2 separate regions of the Bombyx mori genome follow, and region 1 is linked to region 2. The links are chromatin contacts, called in public Hi-C maps. All regions are on one chromosome and are shown on one strand. The core of a region is the stretch at or near the end of the contact, and the rest is flanking DNA. Distances in the headings are between cores, read along the strand shown.

Region 1 (4,540 bases), core at 783-3,282, 41 kb before region 2:
GAAGGCGTCATCCCGCCGATTTTAACACTAAAACCTCATTGATTAATAATAAGCTCGTGTATCGCAATAGTTTGATTTAAACAAATTGTTATTGATTTTAAGGGGATATGAATAGTGCTTATAACGCACAAAGTAATCTTCAAATTAATCTTCCTTAGATTTGTAGGCAGCGGCTTGGCTGTAGGCAGCGGCTTGGCTTTGTAGGCAGCGGCTTGGCTCTAACCCTGGCATTGCTGAAGTCCATGAGCGACGGTAACCACTCACCATCAGGTGGGCCGTATGCTCGTCTGCCTACAAGGGCAATAAAATAAAATAAAAAATACGCTACGGATCAAGCGATTCCCTAGGGAAATTAAATATCACAATGAAATGGAGTTAAGTCCGTTACACGTTATAGATTAGACAGTTTATTTTATGGTAGGCAAAGGACCTGAGCTGTCCCATCTAATAGAGACATGGCTGTGGACGATAACAGAATGAACACACTTTCATTGATAAATACTGCTTGCGTAAACGTTGTTTTTCAATGGCGCAGTTGATAAGCCGCGGAATGGCGCCCGTTCGCAAATAAATGCGTTACAACCTGATGATTTTTTTAAGAACATGCCTAGAATACATGTTATGTCAATCGAAACGGTGTCGCTATAACTAAAAGGTCAAATTAAGCACCTGTATCAATGTTGGGGAAACTTAAGTATTGTGACCTAATACCGACAAGCATGTGGAAAATATTTACACGGTTGAGTAACACGTTACACACGTCTCCCATGATATTGTGCTTCTGCAACCTATTATTGTAGTTGACGCATGATTAAAATTCGCGTAAGCCACTACCTTTAGACAATTTTAATTGAATAAATTAAATACTTTACCAAAATGTTTCCAATATAAAATAAAAACGCCATTTTATTTTGGAAGTGTCAATTAACGATAAAATTCAAATAGAGTTCCGTTGAACTTTGACTGTTCAATAAAACATTTTTGATAACATAATAATTTTATAATGTAAAAGTCAACAACATAACACGATACCTACTCATTTTTACACATTATTATATAATTTGAGATCATTGAAACGTTTCTTAAACAAGGTATCCCACAAGTACTACAATAAAGACATCTTGTGTAACTACCCTAGATACCTACGCTACTCTACAGCTTGCGAAAGCAAATCCATAAGTAGATATTTTCCTGCTTATCGAACATTTTAATTTTAATAATAAAAAAATTGAATGTTTCTGCCTACGCTTGTATTGTGCATTGCCAACACTATTTGAGATGATTATTATCCTTGCTTACAGATTTGAAGATTGTGTATAATAAGAATTGTGTAGTTTTAATTTTTATTACTTAGACAGGTGGACGAGCTCAAGATCCACCAGGTGATAAGTGGTTACCGGATATTATAGTCATCAACGATGTAAATACCGCTACCCACCTTAAGACATGACTTAAGTCTCAGTTTACAATACATTGAAGGCTAAATTATATCTTATTATTAATCTGTTGTCTAGCCTATCAAGTTATTAATCTAGAAATTAATTTTTTTCCCTCAAGTACATGTGTAGCACAGAATTTTTCGTTACAGGAAATACGAAATAATAAACTAATCAAAAAGAAGATACGCTGCTGGCATCAGTTAAGGAAGACACGAAATATGCTGGATTTGCTAATATATTTTATTAGTTATCTTCTTTACAAGTTTAACTTGTTTGATAATAAAGATGAATAACTTTGGAAGTAAATAGTGGTAACCTTTTCGTGAATGTCACATTGACCACATCTATAGTTAGTTAAGTAAAGCTTACTGTCTACTCTTTAACATCCCAAAGCCAAGCGCGGCAGCGGGCAAGATCCATCTGTCCTACAACAGGATAGACTAAAAAAAGTAAGTACACGAGAATGGGCGAGCTGCATTCCTCGACTGGGTCGACGGCACGGCCGCGCGGGCCGGTAGTGTAGATAGTGTAGAAGAGGTACCGCGGACGCGAGCTCTCCGCTTCCCCAGTCCCCAAGTCCCCAGTCGTTCGCGCGCTTCGTTCGTGGCAACTGGTTTGTGTGTTGCCCGCTCTCTATCGCGTGTTTACAATTGTGTTGTTATTGTTTTAACAGTCTGTGTTGTGGAAGGAACAGTGTGTGATTGAAACATTGTGATATATTTGCGTAACTGACCGATTACTCTCAAATAGTGGATCGGGATAATAATTCAGCCTCAATAGGCGTCGAGCTCAGGTAAGTGTATCACTTCATAATAGTATTCAACTCTATAATGATTAGAATGAAAATGTTAAGAACCTGTGCTTACGCCTCTAGATACTTATTGTGTTATGGTTGCCCACGTGACGGCATGTATGTTCATAGCTTACCACGTGGTATGAACTATGAGCTGTGGTGTAAACAACTCTGTGTGCCCTTCTCCGCAACAACGCGACGCGACGCGGCGCAGACGGGTGGGTTGCGCACGCTTGTATCGTCTTCCACGACACTCGCTCAATTTAGCATTTGTATTCTATATAGGTAATAATAGTACACATATTTTGTTTTTAACATATAAATGCCAAGTTATTAAAAAATCTGGTAATTAAATTATTAGTATGATAAACCATAATTTCAGTGGCGCCCAGCATCATTATTGAAGGGTCAAGGATGATATATACATGCATATAACTTTCAAGTATTTTTATCGTGATTTTAGGGCAGAATTTTGAAAATCTATATTTATAATTATTTTGAAAATGTTAATTCTAAAATGTGAATAGTTAATGATACTCACATTGTCTGAATCAAGGAGATTTCTTGTTTCGCGATTATCGAAATACATATTAAAGTAAAACGAAATAGGAACTAAAGGACAAACCCGAAATCCATACAAACTTGGGCCTGGCGTTACAGTGCTAGAATTTGGGCATAAGTTACAATACCTAAGAAGGTTTCATGAGCCCAATTTTCAGGTCTCCCAGCAATGGCCAAATTGGTAAAATCAGACAATGTTTACATTTTAGGTTATGTTTATTGTTCGAGATATTTTAATAAAAACGATATTTTTGAGGCTGTTTCCTACTAAAGATGAGTAATTTTTTACGAAACCTGTTGCAGCAACAGGTTGCTTTAAAATAAAAATGGAACCTGTTACGAGAAATCGCGTGTTAGGTTGTTTACGAAAACGAACGAAAGCCAAAAATTAAAAACAACGTAATGCGAAACGCGCTGCGCACGAAATGATTTTTTTAAGGGATTTTATGGCCTGGTAACTAAGACCTTTGGGTCAGTCTTATTTTAATTTTAATGAAAACTTTTTTATATGAAAAACTATATTTATATGATAACTTTTTTATATAAAATATAAATCATTACGTGCTCCCATATTATCTCATCACCTTTCATTTAATTTTATTTCATGCCTTTTTTATTTTTATTTTTTATTGCTTAGATACCTATCGACGAGCTCACAGCCCACCTGATGTTAAGTGGTTACTGGAGCCCATAGTCATCTACGACATAAATGCGCCAACCACCTTGAGATACAAGCTCTAAGGTCTCAGTATAGTTACAACGGCTGCCCCGCCCTTCAAACCGAAACGCATTACTGCTTTACGGGAAAAATAGGCGGGCGGGAGGCGCGGACTCACAAGAGATCCTACCACCAGTAAAATTATTAATGTAACTACACCATAGAAAAACTTAAAGTACCAAATCGACTTTTTCATGTGATATTGGCACGGTTATTTATTTCTTTTAATGATTTTTGTTAGTAGATTTTGGTGCTTTACGTTACGTTATTCAATGAGATTAAGTTTTTAATCTGGCGAATCATGGCACAACTAAATAGCGGCAATCCAAAATATCTTCAGTTGGCAACATTAAAGATAACATAACACGATTTGATACATTTGTATTTTTTTAGGGCATAGTCACATTAATATAAAAATGCAAAACTATCCTTTCATGCTATATTTAATGTTGTCAGTTGTAGATATTTTGAATTGCCGCCATTGTAAGTAGTTGTGTCACGATTCGATGGCCATACTCTATTTATATTGATTAAAATACCTATAAAAACAGTCATTTATCCTAAAGCAAAAGAGTATTAATTATTTTTTACACTCGATTTCCACTAAATCGATCCTATTTTATGGATGCTCTAATTCTAATCCGCACGTTTGTGGAGCTAGTTACGTATGTATATTGAAATAAGTGTTGCAGATGTTTACAAAGATTGTTTAAAACAAAAAATTGAATTCAACTTATTTTCTACACTTGGCCATTGTCAATGAAGCTAAGATTTCAATAGGTTAATCAAGCAAAATAGACGAATTTTTTGGTACATATCCCATTCGTGTAACGCTTAGGCCCAAAATGGGGTTTCTCCTTTATAGTCTATAATCAAAGGATAGACCAAAGAGAATATAATTAACTACGCTTGTTCATATAGCTATGCTCGGGCTCAAAAAGGATTACACATAAAAGAATAATACGTAATAATACGTAATATGGCTAACATTACGATCTATGAGAGCGTTTGTTGTTTACACTAGGGACA
Region 2 (4,622 bases), core at 181-2,680:
AAGTTCATGGTCAAATAATAAGCTTAAAATTGTTATTTGCAAATAAAATGCAACATTTGAGCTTTGTCTTCAACATTTGAACTGTAAACATGTACAATGTTGATGAAGATTAACTGGTGGTAGGACCTCTTGTGACCGCACGGGAAGGTACCACCACTCTGCCTATTTCTGTCGTGAAGCAGTAATGCGTTTCGGTTTGAAGGGTGGGGCAGCCGTTGTAACCACACTGAGATCCTAGAACTTATATCTCAAGAAATTATATTTACGTTGTAGATATCTATAGGCTCCAGTAACCACTTAACACCAGGTGGGCTGTGAGCTCAAGGGCGGATCCAGCTTTGGCGCCAGGAGAGGGTCACATAGTCAAATTTAGATGCGTTCGTTCCCAGACGTTTGCAATTATACAAAGTTATTATATTATATTAAATTAATTAAATATTGAAGGTATGAAGTTACATAAAATCTGTATGGTGACAAAATATATAAATAAAATCATTATATTCAATTAGTGGTCCATCTAAGTCCTGGAACCAGCTCAGGGGGTGGTCATGACCCCCATCACCCCCCCCTGGATCCGCCATTGAGTGAGCTCGTCCACCCATCTAAGCAATAAATAAAAAAAAGATGAATTATCATTAAACAATTCTTGAAATTTTTTGTTACGATTTTTTCAAGGTCACAAACAGGAAAACGACCTCTGTCTGTCATATCAAACTGTGTTTATGTCAACACCAATATGTATCTGAACCGGATATACGATTTTTTTGTGGTAACCGCAAAATATTTCAATGACATATTGGAGTGCATTGCTTTAATTTTTATCAAAATAAATGCGTTTCTGGAATACGTTTTCAGTATTTTAACTTTTCGTATCACATTCGTCCATCGGTGCTTGAGGAAAAAGATACAAACAAAAACCGTTGTATGGAAATGAGGAGCAAAATCAAAAAATTCCGACCACACTCGTATCTCAAACTCTAAATGTTGCGCTTCCATTCATCATTTACAACGCTCCGCAATCTACTACGTATTTACTACAGCGATCGCGAGTGCTACACGAGTACTTAAACGTGCTTATTGGGCACATGACGCGACATGCATGTGCAGTTTTGCGTCGTACGCTGCGTTCCGCCGCCGTCAGATGATTTTCACCGCTTACGTTTATCAATCTCAAATCACCGAGTCGACTGAATGAGGTAATTTACGAAATTATAGTGAAACGTAACCGCGTCCTAGATTCGGTCACTGAGGTACATTTCGTTATATAGTATCGACTTGTTTACGTTAAAACGCTTCAATGGAAGATACGGCGCGCGTAATTTTTGATTTAAATCATTTCGCGGTACGATGTCGTGGTACGGTGGTAAAGGGTGCGGGCGGGTGGAGCGAAGGCTGTAGTAGAGACGTAGTAAGCGCGGTAGGGCGGGGGGGTCACGACTCGTCGCGTTCAATATTATGTCTCGGTACATGTGCACTTTCTGTTGCTAGTGATGGCATAAAATTATAATCGATGCTCACGATCAAAACATAGGAAATGTTTTGAGGTTTCGATTCAGTGAGCGACCATTTACACTTATCGTATTTAAAACTTCCGGTATGTCAAAGACTAGGCAGATCGTAAGATTTTCAACCAATCAATAGCAATAAAATGTATTGCTATGATGCCGTTTTCAGAAGTAACGGTAGTAAAATAATAATAATAATGAATATCATGTTTTTATTAACATTGCACGGGAATCGATCAATTACTATAAAGTTTTATCGATATCGATGCACTATACCATCTCTACGTCGTTGAGTTGTACAATAACATTCCAGGCTATAAATATCTGCTAGTCTGAGTGACCGAGGATTGTGGGAGGTGGGTCAGCGTTGCGGCGCGAGTTCATTTGCATCGCAATGCACCGGCGGCCGTGTACTCTGCCTTCATACTATAATGACTTTACTGAAGTTCTGTTTTACGTGCCGAAGAGCCGTTCCTCCTTGTCTCTCTTTCTCTTTCTCTCACACACACACCACTCACATGCTCGTACAACCTTTACAATTAATTCGCATTAATGATTGCGTTCCATTCAGCTGATGTGTAATACGTAGTGGACATTAAAGGGAAAGATTATTGTATTCGTAACGCATTTATTGTAAATCAATTTGGTTTAATATGTTTTGTAGATATCTGTACTTTTTATTGATAAGATGAAGGCTAATTGATTTAATAAGATAACGTGTTGTTTTCTTTGTTGTACGAGTATGATTTTATTGCAATAAAGTTGTTTGAAAAAAGTAATGTTTTTTCTTGTGAGGAAGTCTTGTTCAAGTGCTGACTAGTACGTTTTTGTACACAACGTACATGCGTGCATTTTAATGTATTTTGACTGCGACCTTCACTTCGATCGCACATAGAACCGGCTATGAAACGCTTTTATCTTAACTACGCAATAAAGAAACAACCTTGTACAATTCAATTATTTAGTTTCTAACTATTACTTATAACAAACTAATTTAATAACGTTAAGATTCTAGTAATTATTACCGAATATATGCTAAAAATATATATATTATACCAAAAGCAACTCAGTGAACATCAGAACCTGAATCTGAACATCAGAACCTGATCGAAATTTCAATTACTATAGAGCTATAATATATATAATATTAGAGCAGAAAAGGGCAGGTTAGTGGTGACCAGTGCGAGCTTAGAATACGGTTCACCGGGCGGTGATTACTTTTTTATTTTTTATTGTTTAGATGGGTGGACGAGCTCACAGCCCACCTGGTGTTAAGTGGTTACTGGAGCCCATAGACATCCACAACGTAAATACGCCACCCACCTTGAGATATAAGTTCTAAGGTCTCACGTAAGTAAGGTCTTACTTACGGAAGTTCATATAAATATTGCGAGATTAATTTTGATTACGCGATGTTATTCGTGGAAGTTCTTCGTGAATACTTGTTCAGTGTGTATATATAATATTTTCTAAAAAAACAATTTATAATTTGTCTGCGATATTTTAGGCAATTTTGACCATTGTATTTTCGCGAGATTAGAAACTGCTAATTGGTATATTCGGCATCTTATCCTTTAAGCCAGCGACTCTCGAATACCGTGTCGCGACACATTGATGTGTCCCAAGCCTTTTTTTTTATTTTTTTGGTCAGGAGGAAATCGCCGGACTTCCGCCCTTTTCTGGGGATACTGGGCGGGGTATGTCAGAGTCGAACTGACTAAAACCTCCTGTCGCTCAACAACCAACGTCCAAACCTGCATGCATGAGACAGAACTCATGACAAGGCAAAGGGGGGAAAGTGAAGCGTTTAGTGCGGAGCACATCTCTCCCATCACCCTCCCCCTCGGGACGCCGGACTGGCGGTCGTCGGCGCCACGACCACCAGCCCTCTCGGTCGGCAGGCTATCCGGAGCCCGCCTAGATGGTTAGAGTGAGCTATCCTACGGAATACCCCGCTGGGTCAGAACCAGCGTGGGTCGAGGATAGCCGGCCTTCCATCACCCGGATGCTCTTGCGTAAAACGCGTGCAGAGCAGCTTGCACGTCGTCTTCTTAGGGGGGCCTCGCCGGTCCCCAGACCGACATATGAGGGGGGACCCGAAACACTTAGAGGGCCAGGGCTTGGGCGAGATCCGCCTCCCTGGCCCCCGCTCGACGACGGCGGGATTGTGCGTCTCTCACGCGCCCCGCCGCCTCTTTCTGCGAGATGGTGCACTCGCAGAAGTCGAGCATCGCCTTCCACGACTCGTCGTCGCCGAGCATCGATGCCACGACACTCGGCAACGACAAGTCGGTTCCTATTTTTGCGACGAGGACACGGCGCCACTCCTCCCATGCGGGGCAGGCGACGAGCGTATGCTCTGCCGTGTCCAAGTCGCAACCACAATGGTGGCACTCTGCCGTCGGCTCGGCTGTGATCCGGTGCAGGAACTCACCGAAACAACCATGCCCAGTGAGCACCTGCGTGAGCCGGAAAGTGAGGCGTCCTCTGTCACGATTCACCCAATCCACAAGGACCGGGCGAATCGCCTCGACGGTCCTACGACCAGCCGAAGGATCAGCCAGCCGTCTGGACCAGTGTCCCAAGCCTAGTGGAAAGTGTGTCGCGACATTTACAATACGAAATTTTATCCTTTATCGGGGGAATTGCATTTCTGCGGTACGTATGAGATAAATAAACAACTCAATATTTGATATTAACTATGAAACCACGTTTAATAGATTAATAATTAATTAATAGATTAACCTGTTTTGAATTGCAATCCATATTGTTATGTTAAACAATTAAACTTATAATTTCTATGGTTGTAATTTGTTTTGTGCATCAATAAAAAGAAAAAAAAATGAATTTAATAAATTAAAAAATTAACTTAATAATTTACCTTTAGTTTAATTATAAAAAAGTGCATTTAAGGGTGTCAGAAATCTGTAAAGAGTATTTTAGTGCGTCGTTAAATAAAAAAGGTTGAGAGTCGCTGCTTTAGGCAACGACGACTGCCGGTACACTCCATATTAAAACTGCTTTTATCCAAAACATGCAAAATAAGCATACAAGCAAGCATACAAAATAAATACTTTAATTCTTTGCAATTAATCATGGTTAGTTGGTCATTTGATA

Evidence for each region. A called contact is a pair of places that touch in the nucleus more often than the background predicts.
Region 1: a contact with region 2 is called in a Hi-C map of posterior silk gland, with 2.2 times the contacts expected there. The contact joins the promoter of InR here to the enhancer-like site in region 2. A contact is called at or near these places in 7 of 7 Hi-C or Micro-C datasets (middle silk gland, midgut, posterior silk gland and 2 more).

What each region holds. Positions count from the first base shown.
Region 1 is chr5:13,245,105-13,249,644 of ASM3026992v2, reverse strand. It overlaps InR (insulin receptor), which reads left to right and starts at 2,032. Exons shown (of 26, transcript NM_001043546.1): 1 at 2,032-2,232.
Region 2 is chr5:13,203,854-13,208,475 of ASM3026992v2, reverse strand. The region is part of intron 2 of InR (insulin receptor); the gene reads left to right. Among protein-coding and RNA genes, the nearest start is that of LOC110385885, 35 kb to the right of the region's middle. Within about 2 kb of position 1,430, at least 8 of the 8 cell types and tissues checked have open chromatin away from gene starts, as enhancers often do.